Linked DNA regions of Cricetulus griseus: region 1 is linked to region 2. Evidence: chromatin contacts called from public Micro-C data. All regions are on one chromosome and are shown on one strand. The core of a region is the stretch at or near the end of the contact, and the rest is flanking DNA. Distances in the headings are between cores, read along the strand shown.

Region 1 (7,440 bases), core at 4,080-6,579, 40 kb before region 2:
GGGAAGAATTCAGCCCAGCAGGAAAATCTGTAAAAACCACAGAGGTATGTAGGGGAAATGTTAGCCACACCCTCTTGGGGGCTGGCACAGATGACACAGACCATGCACACTTGGGCATGGTCAGAGTGACGTAGCATGACCTTAAATATGAGGGTGGCTCTCTCTGTTCCCTGACCTGCCTTGTGGTACAAGACTGACTCTGTGGCGTGAGTACATTTATAATAAACATCTGCTCATCACACTTGCTCTGATTCCATCGCCATCTGCATTTATTGCGTTTCACTTTAGAGCTACTTGGAGATGCTGGAAAATGTCTAGGGCAGCAAACAAGGCTAGTCCTGGAAAGAACCAGCACATGGAGGTATGTTCGCTTTAAGCAGAGTTCTAAAGACACTATTCCAAAGGCCTGGGTGGAGTGCGGGAAGACCATATAGCATGGTTGGCACTCTGAGCCTAGTTGTGTTTTGAATAAGAATGGCCTTCATAGGCTCATATATTCGAATGTTTAGTCACCAGAAACTTGCACCATTTGAAAGGATTAAAAGGATCAGGAGGTGTGGCCTTGTTGGAGTGGGTGTGGCCTTGTTGGAAGAAGTGTGTCACTGGGGGTGGTCTTTGAGGTTTCAAATGCTTAAGCCAGGTCCATTACCACTTTCTCTTTCTGCTAAGTGCAGATCCGGATGTAGAACTCTCAGCTACTCCTCCAACACCAAGTGTGCCTGCCACCATGGTCCCCAGTGTGGTGACATGACAATGGACTAAACCTCTAAAACCTACAGCAAGCCCCAGTTAAATGCTTTCTTTTTATAAGAGTTGCAGTGGTCGTGGTGTCTCTTCACAGCAATAGAAGAGTGACTAAGATATTAGTGATGGCTGGGAGTCACCAGCATGCTAGAGCTAGAGCTAAGGAGCAGGAGAGTTACTCAAACATATGGAAGGCTTCCTGGCCACAGCTTCATGGATGACAGCCAACTCACCAGCCTGCGGTGACTCAGCATACAGAGAGCCAAACAATGAAGCCTGTGACCTCCTCTTCCTTCCACCAGTCTCCTGTCCATGCCTCAGCAACCAAACCCATCCAGTGGCAAAGGACAAGGAAGTTCCTGCTGTGGTCCATGGGGTGAGTCAGCTTCTCATAGAGAGAGGAAGAAAGACAGACGAAGAACTTGTCTAAATTGCAGCCATTCAGGCTGCACATGAGGAAGGGGTAGTCTCAATTTTGCAAATTTCTTTAAGAGACATTTTCTGTTGCTGAAAGAAATCAAGGGCTCCCTATGAGAAGTGAGGCGAGCTGGAAGTCGTCTAGAATCTGAGCTGCCATGCTGGAGACAACCAGAGGTTATTTAGTGAGTCATTCTTGTATGATGAGAATATTTTAAAAATAACTCTCAGGGGAAAAATGTATTATGAATGTATATGCAGAACTCCTGCCTCAATTTTTGCTAGTAAAACCCCAACTTACTGAAGGGACCAGCTCCCCTTTCGGCAGTCATAATGGCCAAACACATGCTTGTCTGACCTTGTCCTAGACACTAGAAAGTCAGATGCCTGCCTCGTGACAAGGAACCAATCAGAAGTTAGCTGGTGGCGCTATGCTTTACCACCCTGGGTATACTTTACGGACAAGCACACAACAATGACGCGGAGCATAGCAACCACCCTGGGAGGGCCTATGGGCCATAACAACCAGTTGGCCAATCAACACAGGGCAAACCCTCCAAGCCTGGAGGCACACCAATAGTGAGCCTGAGCGTACCCCTAGACACTCCCCTTACGCTGCCCTACAAGATCTCTTGGGAGGCCCTAGGTCTTGTCTTTGCTAGCCATCCACCACGGTGGGTGGGTGAAAGACCCGAGCTAACATGGGGTTAGCTCGTTAAAAAAACAATAAAGCCTCGTGCAGTTTGCAGCAAGCTCTCGAATCTGCCTGGTGATTGGGGTGACCTCGGTCGTGGCCTGGGACCCCGGATACCTGAGTTTTCCGGGGGTCTAACATTACAAGATGGGAAATGGCAGCTTGAGAAGGATGGGTGTCAGACAAGTTTTGCCATTTTTCTTAGAAACTATCCAGAGGGAATAAGCACACTGAGAAACAAACAGACGAGCAAACGCCACTTTTGGCATCACAAGGTGAAACTCAAACCACACAAACTGCAGAGGGAGTGGGTCCCAGTGGACAGGCGGGCTGCAAGAGGTAAGAGGTGTGTTCACAGTCCCTGGTTGCAGATCAGGCTGAGGGACATTCCATGGTAAAGATCGTGGAGGAGAGATGGCAAGCCAAGTCTAAGTCAGAGGGAGGCCGACATGCAGAGAGACTGGAGGCAGAAGGAATGTGGGCAGGGCTAAACAAAATTTGGTGAATCACACACATTTGTAGGTTGGTCTCAGTCTGCCAGCAAGAAAACCATTGAGTAGCCTAGAATTTGGCTTTAGATGGTACAAACTAAGGTAGATCACCACCTAAACCCTGACTTGTGCGAGAGAGGGAGAGAACAGAGGAGACAGGGGAGGACAGGGACACAGTGGAATTTTCAAAGGTGTGACCCCAGTGACCTACCTCCTCCACCTAGTCCCCACTTCCTAATTTGTCTCTCTCCTAGCACTGCCACCAAGTTATGAGTCCACCATTAGGGTCATTCATGCCGTAGGTGAGAATCTCATGACATAGTGGCCTCCCTCAAGTTCTTCCCTGAGTACTGTAGCCTTCAACATGTGAACGTTGTAGGCTAATCATAATACACACACGCGCATGCACACACACACACACACACACACACACACACACACACACACACACACTTCTGACCTAACTACACCTGTGCCTTGTTGCTAAAACATCTGGCAAAGTACAATAGTAATAAAGTGAGTGACAGAAGGTGGACGGGACAGGGAACTCAAAGGTTGAAGAGACACCAGTGTGGAGTAATGAGACTCGTTTTTTTTTGTTGTTGTTGTTTTTCTTCCTCTTAATTACCTGCTGGCTTTGATCTGAAGGCTGGCTGAAAGGGGAACAACCAGAAACAATCAGAAAACAAGTTGGAGAAACCTTAGCATCCAACCACAAGGCTGCTGGGAGCAAGATCATGAGTTGTGAACTACTCATGGTTTTCCTTTCCGAGATTAGCCTGGTCAAGAAGCTGACATCTAAGACAGGGAGGAAAAACAACAACAACAAAAAAAAAAAAACAAAAAAAACAACTGTCCTTCTGGAGCTGTGGTTCTCAACCTTCCTAAAGCTTCGACCCTTTAATGCAGTTCCTCACATGGTGACCCACAGGCTCTAACAGGCTGGAGCACGGCAAACATGGCACCGATGGGTTTTGCCTTTTTCTCCCTTTCCCTCTTCCTTGCTAAAAACTGTAAGATTACATTTCTAAAGTTAGTCCCCACAGCACACTCCCTTATTTGGTCATTAACTCATTCCTGAGACTAAACGCCAAGATCCAAGACTCAAAATTCATTATTTGGCTAACATGTCCAATCAGGACTTACCAGCTCACCCTAGCACAGATCCCCTTTCTCCTTAAAAATCCACTCCTGCAAAAATCACCTGCTTGCTGGTGTTGCTTGTGTCTGCCTTGGTGCCCCCACCTCCCCCACCCCTGCCCCAGTCATGTGTGCACTTGCCCCTTAAGGGTGATAGAATTTGGTGTCTGAGTGTGTCCTGTACTGACTCTGAGGGGAAACACTCCCTTGCTTATTCTTATTACTATGTCATAACTGTAATTTTGCTACTTTATTAATCATAATGTAATATCTGTGTTTTCTGTGGTCTTAGGCCATCCCTGTGAAATAGTCCTTTGACCCTCAAAGGGTTTGCGACCCACAGGTTGAGAGCCACTGTTCTAGAGAGAGCCCCTGGGGAGTGGGGCTCCTGGGAGCAGCAGAGAATGGCGCTTTGAAAGGCATGTTGAAGGGGCCTAATTCTGGGTGGTTTGTTATGTAGCAAAGGATACTTAATACAGGGGTTCATGCCTGTCCTAGCCTGCTTCAATAAAACACGGACCAAGAACAACTTGGGAAGGAAAGGATTTATTTGGCTGGAGACAGGACCTGAAGCAGAGAGCATAGAACACTGCTTACTGGCTTGCTCAGTTTGCTTTCTAAAACTGCACGGTACGACCCGTAGTGGGCTGGGCCCTCTCACATCATCAAGAAAATGCCCAGACAAGCCTATAGGCCTATGTGGTGGAGGCCATTCTTTAATGCTCCTTCTTCCCAGGGAACTGCAGCTTGTGTTGGGCTCTCAAAAACTTTTCCTTAGCAGGCACAAGGTCTTGGACTGAATCTCCAGTGTAAGGATCATCTGAGCAAAAAGGATTTTAAAAAATTCCATTCAAACGATGTTTTTTGAATACTTCCAATAAAATACCAAAAGATGAACTTATGTACAAGGATGAATATAAGTTCAGGGGGTGAGTAAAACAGGAACCCTGCAACTATAATCCCACAAGTCTACTGAATCATTAATTGGCTCTAATAAAGTTCGTGAACGATTTGCCTTGGTTTTCAGAGAGGAGAGAACTTCAGGACCCCGCTGAGACACAGCCAAGAACTGTTCCTTAAGGCAGGGAGGGGGCTGGGAGAAACAGCCTCCAACCCGGCATACCTCCAGGGGTGGGGCTGGAGGCCTTGTCCCCTCTGCGGCTGCCAGAAGCCAGGAGTCAACCCTGTTTGGCAAGGGCCAGAAACCGGAAGGGTGTGGAGGGTGGAGGCCGGAGGGTAGGGGTGGGACGGTGTCTGAGAGTTCTAGGAAGTGCAAGGGGATCGGGAACCCTATGGATCCCTGCGGGTGAGGTTTCAGTTACCAGTCGGGTCTGAGCTTCTCATCACCTGGCACAACTAAACCAGACTTGTGCTCACACTGGATTCTGGTCTAAGAGATTAAGAAAGAGCCTAGTCCCCTCCATTCGCGACCGCGCCAGGCCGAGCTGGCCGGCGAGCCCGGGCCCCAATCCCACCACGAAGACAGCCAGCGGGGCCCCGCCCCTCCCGCCCAGGCTCCACCTCTGCTCGCTCCAATGACAACAGGCCAGGCCCCGCCCCGAGAGGCTCCGCCCCACTCCCCGAGGCCCCGCCTCCATGCCGTGGCTGCGGCTCCATCCCCATCTCACCACAGGGACAGTTGGCGAGGCCCCGCCCATTCAGCTCTGCTCCACCCCACCAAAGTGACAGCCCTCAGGGCCCTGCCCACCCCGCCTAGGACCCGCCCCCTCCCGAGCGACAGCCAGTGAGGTTTCGCTCTGCACAGCTCCGCCCCGCTTCCTCCCAACTTACAACTACCGAGGCACCGCCCCTTTCCCACTGGTCCCGCCCACCCCGGCTGAGTGACAGCCCGAAGGCCCCGCCCCGCCTGGTCGTTGACGCCTCCTGGCGGCCTAGAGCGCCACGCCCCGGTCGCGCATCCAGTCTGCCCCGCGTCGGCGCCGCGGGCCTGGTTCTCCCGGCTCGGGCCGCCCCCCGAGGACGCTGCGCGGGCGGCCGGTGAGTGGGAAGGGGCGCAGGCGGTGCGGTGGGCCTGCCGGGGCCTCCCCCGCGGGGGAGAGAGACGCGGACGCTCTGCAAGGGTGAGGGCCAGCGGAGGCAGGGGGATGGCGGCCGGCTTCGCGGGCGTCAGGCCTGGGTCCTGGGGTGCCGGCCGCTCCTGTGATTGACACTTGGGGAGGACTCGGGACCCCGGTGGCTGAGTCCTTCCAGGGTGGCCGGGCCCATTGTGCGCTCTCCGTGATGGATGTCGCACGACTCGGGCGGGTTGGATGGGCAGCGAGCCCTGTCCGCGCAGGCCGATCGCCCGAGAAACCCCGTTTTTTGGTTTTGTTTTTCCCACCAGATCTGGGGCGGTGCGTAGGTGTCCTGACTTAAGTACCCTTCAGGTTCATTTCCCCCTCCAAACTCAGCGGGGTCGTGCTCTCATCTAAAACCCTGGACGCGCGCACTCGAATCCCGGGGGTTTTCAAAGTTTGAAGCGCAGCGTGAGTTGCCTGCTTTGTATTTAGAAAGTCACACTAACCTTAGAGGACTAGATGTTTCTAAGGGCTCATTCTGTTCTTAACTTTTCAAACAGTTTTAAGTGCAGCTGCCAACCAGGATGGGCCGTGAGATGTTCGCTGGAGGAGGGGTCTCTACCTGATGTGTGAGCAACTGAGTGTACTCACATGGACTAACGGGCTGTGACTTTGCCGGGGGTATAGTTTAGTTTTTAAACTTTGTGTGTGTTCACGTGTGAGTGCCCGCACGAGGATACCACGCAGGCTCGGGCGCTCAGGACCACAGGTGCTGGCCCTGGCCTTCCACCTTGGGTGCGGCAGCGGCTTCATTCTTTGCGGCTGTGCTGCCCACTGCTCTAGGCCTAAGCAATTCGGCCTGACAGCATCTCACCCTAGGAGCTGGGATCACAGAAGCGCCGGATGGCCTGGCTTAAGGTGCGTTCTGGGGGTCCAAATTTAGGTCCTTTTGGTGAGAAATGAGAGCTTCAGAATAGTGGACGGGGCACAGACAAGACCTGGTGACGTGTCGTGTGTTTGTGAGTTCGTTTATGTGTTTGGGTAACAGTAGTACAAGTGCTGAGTGTGTGTGTGTGTCTGTGTGTAGGGGTAAACCGGGAAAGATGGAACACAAAAGAGGATAAATGTAAATGCTCCGTAAAAATGTTCTGAACTGAATGACCTCTATTGACGTCTTGATGACTTTCTTCCTAATTTGAGTATGTAAAAGTATTTTTACTTATTATTGTGTATATGAATATAGGTGTGCATATACCTAGGACCATGTATAGGGGTCAGAGGTCAAATATCGGGAGCCAACTCTCCCCTTCCATCTTTATGAGATGCAAGTTCTGAGGGTTAGAACTCAATCAGGTTTGCATGGCAAGCACTTTTATCACAACCACCACCCACATCCCACCATCTCACCAAACCAACTTTTGTGTATATAAATACACACATTACATAATGGGGGACTGTTCTAATATTTGTAACTCTTTCAACTTAACATTTTCCTTAATCACTAAAAGTTCACTCTGAAAAACCAATTATTCATTTGAAAATAATATTAGTATTTCAGCTATGTGTTTCATACATGATGGGAAATGAAGAATTAGGGCTGATCATGCCAAGTGTTTAAATGCCATCCATGCTACTGTGAGCCAGTTTCTTACCAGTGTATTCATAAATGATCTGTACCTTTCTGCCTTTGCACACAACCACATAATCACACTCAGAATGCTGAGTGTTGGACTTGGTTGTTGTTTTTAGTTGATTTTTTTTTTTTTTTAGTTGTTGATTTCAACTTGACACAAGCTATCCTCATCTGAACAAATACTTCCATCAAATTGACGTGTACTCAAGTCTGTGGGGCATTTTCTTGATTAATGATTAGTGGGGGAGGGCCCAGGCCACTGGGGGTGATGCCATCCCTAGGCAGGTGGCCCTGGGCTGTATA
Region 2 (7,169 bases), core at 4,611-7,110:
CTGCCTTCTGTCTACATTGCAGGGAACCTTCGATGATTACTTGGAGCTGTTCTTGCAGTTTGGCTATGTGAGCCTTTTCTCCTGCGTTTACCCGTTAGCAGCTACTTTTGCTGTGCTAAATAACTTCACGGAAGTCAACTCAGATGCCTTGAAAATGTGCAGGGTCTTCAAACGACCTTTTGCAGAACCTTCAGCCAGTATTGGTGTTTGGCAGGTAACTACATGAAGAACAATGAAGAAAGATCAATCCACAGTCCATAACGCTAAGGTTTTCTTTATTCAGATAACACCAGCCAAGTGCAAGCCAAAGTGGGACAGGGGCAGCAAGGCAGCCAGGCCAGAGAGAAGGGAGAAGGGAGAAGAGGGTCTCCACGTATGTGCGGTCCCTTAAGAACCATTCCTGTGTCACCTTAGACTTCCCCTCACCACGCCCTCATGGGCGTGTCCCCGCACACTTGTCCAGGCTACTTAGAGGCGGGGCTACAGTGTCTCCCTATAGAACAATGTAAAAAGCTAGTAGCCTTTGTTGGGGAAAAGAAAAACTCTAAAAGCAGAAAATGTATAAAACCCAGAGCACCCCTAAAAGTTACAAGAAAATAAGCTCAAGATTATTATCGATAAGAAAAACACTAAAAACAGGGATCAGATAGAAAACAAGTGTCCGGCTTAAGTTCCAACATACCAACAATTACACTAACTATAAATGGCCTAAAGTTATGGATTAAAGACGGAGATTGGCAGAATGGATGAGAATGTGACCAGATATGCATTGTTTATCAGAAGCAATTCACAAAGGATAATATAGACAGGTGAAAGTCACAGGAAAAATAAGGAAGCTTCGATGAGAAGGAAAGAGGGGAAGTGCTAGCAGAGGAGAGGAGCAGTCTGCCATGAGAAAGGGCCAGATTCTCAGAGAAACATCAGACTGAAGTGTGTATGTATCAAGCAACAGTTTTAAAAGTGGGATGAGGAGAGAACGTGAACAGAAAAGAGAAGTAGAGGAGCCCTATAGTTAGAGGTGAAAGCACTCCCTTCCCCAAGGTAGAAGAAGAAAGTCACCAAGGGTGGAGATGGCTCAGCCTGATCTGCAAAGTGAGTTCCAGCCAGGGCTGTTTACACAGAGAAACTGTCTCAGAAAATAACCCCCCACTGTGGAACAGCTCATGCACACAGATGGGACAAGTCAAGCTGAGACGGGTGCATAGCACCAGTGTCTTCAATCTGTCTGTGGCACTGTACTGCAGTTTCCAGACAAGTTTCCTATGTGAGGACGGCATAAAGATGAGGGGGACTTATATCAAGATGCACAGACCTTATGCATGAACTTAGATACCTCATGAAGATATGACTTCACAAAATTTAGACTGTAGATCGGTTTCACTGAAAATACCAAGCGACTTAAGGCCAAACAGTTCAAATAATGCCATTGGCTAAGGGATGTGTAAAATCACTTTTGGTGTTCACTAGGATTGGAATTACTGTCTAAACCAATAAGAGAAGGGTAAGGACTATAAACATAAACCAGAAGGGACAGATAAAATTGTGTTTGGAGAAAATATGGTCTCAGAATCGTGTCCCTGGGAAAACCCAGAGAATTAACTGAAGAATTGCCACAAGTAGCAAAAACACAGTAACTCACAAAGTTACTCTATGGGATAAAGTGACTACTGTGCACACCCTTGGCCATTGGAAGAGGAAGCAGAGGTGCAGTCCTTGTACTTGTTAGGGGTGGCTTCAGTTATCAGGTGGCAGCCACCAAGAGCTTTACAGTAACAGAAAGGAGAGCACAGAGGTTCCCCATCACCACTCACTGACACACCATGGGACACATGGACCTCCTGGTGGGACCCCAATCAGTGTTCTGCAAGTCCCAGTGAAGCCTGGCTTCTGTATTTGCTGACATTCTACAGGGACTTTGGTTCATGCCCTCAGGAAGGGACCATGGCCTATCTGGAGCTTGGTTATATATAGCTAAGCCAAGAGGGGTGGGTGACTTATCAAAGTAGGACAGACTTGTAAAATTGCTGGTCTTGGAGACGTTGCCTGGTTGGGGTGGGACGCACTTTTCTGAGATGGTCTTTAATTCCCCTCATAAACAAGCAGGGGTGAGTGAGATAAAGAATGCTGCAGGTGTGCCACACTCAGCCAGGCCATCCTCAGGTGTAGTCAAGCTGCAGCAAGCTAAGATGTCCACTAATGGGTCAGCTTTCTTAAGAGGTTTAAAATGTGTGTGGATTTTGTAGATCCCAGGGAAGGGCTTACCCTTGGGGGAGAGGGGTCCAAGTAACATGAACATGGCTGTTGCCACCATTAATGCCACGCCTTTTTTCCCCTTTCAGTTGGCTTTTGAAACGATGAGTGTTATATCTGTGGTCACTAACTGTGCTCTGATTGGAATGTCACCACAAGTGAACGCCGTCTTTCCAGAATCCAAAACAGACTTGGTTTTGATCGTGGTGGCTGTGGAGGTGAGTGAAGGTATCCAAAGATAGGCCTCTGCTGTCCTCCTGCAGAGCTGCAGCTGCAGTCTGTGGTGACGAGCATGCCTGAGTGGTAAGAAGGCAAAGCCTGTCAGGACAGCAGATTGCAGAGTGCAGGCTGTGCCCTGCTGCTTCCTGCCAAGCTCCCAGGAGGAGCCTTCTAGACACTGCCAGGTTCATTCATTGGAATAGGCGTCTGTGGATTTAACGTGTGTTTTTAGCTTGTTCTAGGAAAATGTCCCTTCTGTTTTCTTAAGCAAACTCTAAGAAACTCTTGTTGTTGGTGTAAGTGTTACAGCTCTGAGGGGAAAGGCTTCCCCAATGGAAGTGTTACAGTTCAGAAGAGAAAGGTATGCAGGCAGCCAGGAGCCAAGGGATGCTATAAAGTCATACCACACAACAAACCTCACACAAGCGATTTATTGGGAGAGAAAAACCCAGGAGGGTGGCTGCCTCTGCTTGGGTGAGCAGTGGCAGAGAACTGAGCACAAGATGTAGGGTGGGGCCTAGCCTCTCTGCCGTGTAGGAGTTGAAGTCTGGGGCTAGAGCTGAGCCATTGGAGCTCCTTAGGCCTGAGCCTCAAGGGGTCAGGCCTGGCTGCCAGAGTAATCTAGGGGTGCAGCCTATTGGCTGGAGGTCTCTAGGGGCAGGGCTTACAATGAACATCTTTGAACTCAGCAGGGAAAATTGTGTCCCCTCCACCCTAGTTGGCATGAGTAGCCAACAATTGGGGCTTTCTGCCTGGTTCACTTTCTGCCTGCAGCTATATTCACTGTGAAGCACTCAGGCTCTGTGCTAATTTGTACAAAGGCTGACATGAGATGCAGGTACTCTGGCCACATTCGAGTGTCTCACTTTTCTGTTTGTCATGTTTTGGAACATGCTGATGATTTTCAACACCAGTGAACGTTGTGCCTTTTCGTGAGCAGTTAAAAATGTCATACTTGTGGAAATGTATAGAGACAGAACTTGGTGAGACTGTTGAGTAGCATGTTGTACACCCAAGGCTTCTGGATTGGGGACTGACAAGTAAATGAAGTTGTGACCTTGTCTTAGGGTTTTTATTGCTGTGAAGAGAAACCATGACCATAGCAACTCTTAAAAAGGAAAACATTTAATTGGGTGGCTCACACTTCAGAGGTTCAGTCCATCATGGTGGGAAGCATGGCAGCGTGCAGATGGACATGGTGCTGTGCGGACAGACAGACTCGAGAGCATGCTGAATGTGCCTTTTTATGGGTTAAAGGTTAGAGGCTGACAATGCCATGAAGTTCAGCCCACAGATCAAATCGGCATCCAGTAGTTCCCTCAGAAGCCACCTCGCTTCTGAGACGTCCCCTCCGTCTCTGATGTCATTTCAGAAATGCAGAATCACAGTGAAAGTGCAGTTTGTGAAGATTTTAAGGGGCCACACAGTCCACACATCCAGTGTGGGTAACATTCATGTTTTCCAGCCTGCTGAATGCTAACAGTTTCCCCTGTACACCGGGGGTTCCCCCTAAGGTGGAAGTAAGCTGGCTACTCACGCTGGGAGCATGCCTGCATTCCTAGTTTTTAGGTTCTAGTGATCAGTGAGTCTGTTGTCTCTGTTTACATTTAATTACTGGTTTGAAAAATACTCCTTAAAAGCCATTTCTTATGGATGAGGGGAGAGTAAGTTAATATGATATACGCGCCCTTACTGGTTAGAAATGGAACTGTCATCTGTGTGTCTTACTGCAGGCCCTCTGAGAGTGGATGGGGCTCTCAGGGCTTATTTTCCTAGTTTCAGACATAAACATTGTAAGCTCAGTGCAGATAATTACTCTTTACCTTATACCAGGATTTCCTCACTTTAAAACTTTCTTGTTGTGTGTGTTCTCCCTCTCTGGAGTGGAGTGGGCTGAGGTAACAGATCGCTTGATACTGTGGTTAGTGTGGAGTCTGTCCCTGAGCTTCCACTTGGAGCGCTCGCTCACCCTGTCCTCAGCTGCATGCCCTGCAGGAGCACTCTGGGAAATAACCCACAAGCATCAGGGGTGAGCAAGGCTTGCTGCCAAAGGTGAGGTCTGAGTGAGGCTGCCTGTGTGAGGCAGCTAGCATAGAACCAAGGTGTGTCACAGGACCCACGGGTGTGATTCCAACTGGTCAGTGCACCATGACGCTCTTGCCATCATTTCTTCCAAAGGTCATCATGGCCAAGTATAGCTGAGTGAGAATCAGTTTCCCTCCCCCTCCCTCTCTCTCTGTGAGTTCCAGTCCTTGGGGTAAAGGTAGAACTTTGGCGATGAACTAAAGTGGCAGGCGCTGAGCCTGACCCACAACAGGACATTGGCGGCCTCATCTTTTAGCGGTCAGTGCCTGTGCCTGCATGGCCATGGATGTGTCCCCAGTTGTGCGCCTCCATAGACAACACTCACATGCTTCCGTTTGTGTCACAGTTCACTCCTCACACCAGCCTCCCGCTCCTCCTCTCCTCCTGGGTTTGTTTCCACACCTCAGTCCAATCCTCCCCACCCCGCCCCATCACTGACTCTGTTCAGTCTCTCAGCATTGGCGTGGCCTGAGCCCAGGCTCCTGCCCTTTCTCACCTACACTGTGCTGAGTGTGATTCTTGTATCACCTGGCTCTTTAAAGTGTGCAGTCCAGTGTTCTCACCTGGAGTCTCACAACAAGCCCTCACTAGGCGCGTGGCTCTCCTGCTGTCTCTTCTTTGACCCATAGTAATAGTTAACTTCATTGTCACCTCAACAGGACTTAGTGACACATACTCCTGGGTGTGTGTCTCCAGACAGGACGAGATCAGGAGGGCCCTGGTGTAAAGAACAGATTTGCAATGCTTTGGCATTATTGGGAGGTGGTGAAAGGTTGGAGATGAGGCCAACTTAGGGCACGTAGGTCCCTGGGGTTCTGTCCTTGGGCAATAGCTTGTTGTAGCCTCTTCCTATACTGTATGACCCTTTCTCGGCTTCCTGTTCACCAAGAAGTGGAGAACGGCTTCTACTTTGTGTTCCTGCTGCCAAGATGCTCTCCCTGAGCTCATGGACTCAGGAGCCATGACCCGAATGCTCCAAACCATGAGCCCCAAAGCAAATCCTTCCTCTCTTAACCCATGTACGCAAACATTCCATCACGGCCATGAGAAAGAAGGCAGCAGCACGCCGTGTGTCTGCTCTTGGTGTCACCTCAGGATGACATTCTGACCATGCTCATGTTCTGTGTCAGGAAAGGTGCCCCAGTGGATTACAAAGCCTTCCGCTCGTCCCGCTTCCCGTTCTGTGCAGGACGCCCCAGTGTCTTGCATGCGTTTAGCAGGGACATTTGCAGACCTGTGTGGTCCCCACTGCTTCCTCTCCAAGTGGAGCTCCGAGCCTGGGCAATGACCGTAGATTCTCCAGGAGCTGAGAGGTGTGTGCTGAGTCATTTCCTGAGTGGTTTCAAGTGATGAAGCAATTCATACTAAAGATTTGTTCATGAGCAAATGAATCACATGTTTTCCCCTAGTGCTCTTTGTGACACTTATTTGAGAATTTCAGAGTTATAGTTAATATGCTTGCTGACTATACTTTTCGGAAGCATATTAAGAAAACCTTGGCGTGGGGGGGGGGGCGGGCTGTGAAGATGACTCAGAGGTTAAGAGCACTGGCTGCTCTTCCAGAGGTCCTGAGTTAAATTCCCAGTAGCCACATGGTGACTCACAGCCATCTATAGTGGGATCTGATGCCCTCTTCTGGCATAAAGGTGCACACGCAGATAGAGTACTCAGACAAAATTAAAAAAATAAATAAAAAGCCTCAGCAAAATCTTAGAATTCTATTGTTTGTAAGAATATAACTTCCTATTTAAGAAATATGGAATGGGGGCTGAAGAGATGGCTCAGAGGTTAAGAGCACAGGCTGCCTTTGTAGAGGACGCAAGTTCAGTTTCCAGCACCCACCCTGGGCAGCTCACAGCCACCTACGGCATCCGTCTATCCACAGTTCTTTGTCTTTTACTGTGTTCAAATGCATCCCCTGCTTGTGAGAAATTGAACCCCAACTACTTGCAGGGTTAGCCACTCAGTGCTTGTTGGCTGATGCTCTTCAGAAACACAGATTCTTCGAATTTAATTCCAAGCTTGACCAGGAAGGGGCCCACAGCCAACTGTGCTGTCCATGGTCTTCACCTTCCAGAGCTTTGCATGGGTTGGGTTTTGGCTCTTCTATTTGGGTCCTCTTGGATGAGATCATGGGCTGGATTCCCCACACATCTGTGCCTGTGGTTTTGAGACAGGGCCATGAGAGAGCCCAGGTTGGGCTTCAGTTCTGAATCCTCATGCCTCACTCAGCGTCCTGAGGACTAGGTTACAGGTATGAGCAGCCACACTCAGCCTGTCTTCCTATTTGTGTTTATTTATTCTTGCTGGTCTTTTTTGATGTTTCCTAGTCTTACTCTAGGCTGCCCTCATCTTCAGTTCTTATCCAGTTTAAATGTGGCTCTATGGATGGTGTAGGGATAATTAAAGGCATAAGATAAGTGTTTATTTTATACTGAAACATACCAGATACCAGTAAGATATGCTTCTAGCTTTGCATGCATCTACAAACCTGTCCGAGAGAGAAATTCCAGTGTGGTAAAAGGTCTCTTCTCTAACCTCATCCTCTAGATGGCCTGATTGCTTTTCCCTCTGGAGGGTCAAGTCCAGGCTCCTCCAGCTTCTGGAAATGGTTG

Evidence for each region. A called contact is a pair of places that touch in the nucleus more often than the background predicts.
Region 1: a contact with region 2 is called in a Micro-C map of the CHO-K1 cell line, with 2.0 times the contacts expected there. The contact joins the promoter of Ano10 here to the enhancer-like site in region 2. A contact is called at or near these places in 2 of 8 Hi-C or Micro-C datasets (the CHO-K1 cell line and fibroblasts).

What each region holds. Positions count from the first base shown.
Region 1 is chr4:229,290,053-229,297,492 of CriGri-PICRH-1.0, reverse strand. Ano10 (anoctamin-10) reads left to right here and starts at 5,329. Exons shown (of 14, transcript XM_027415467.2): 1 at 5,329-5,484.
Region 2 is chr4:229,250,407-229,257,575 of CriGri-PICRH-1.0, reverse strand. It overlaps Ano10 (anoctamin-10), which reads left to right. Exons shown (of 14, transcript XM_027415467.2): 10 at 23-214; 11 at 2,340-2,468. Among named protein-coding and RNA genes, the nearest start is that of Ano10, 38 kb to the left of the region's middle. Within about 2 kb of position 5,860, at least 2 of the 6 cell types and tissues checked have open chromatin away from gene starts, as enhancers often do. A contact at or near this core is called in the CHO-K1 cell line and fibroblasts, where this site is marked.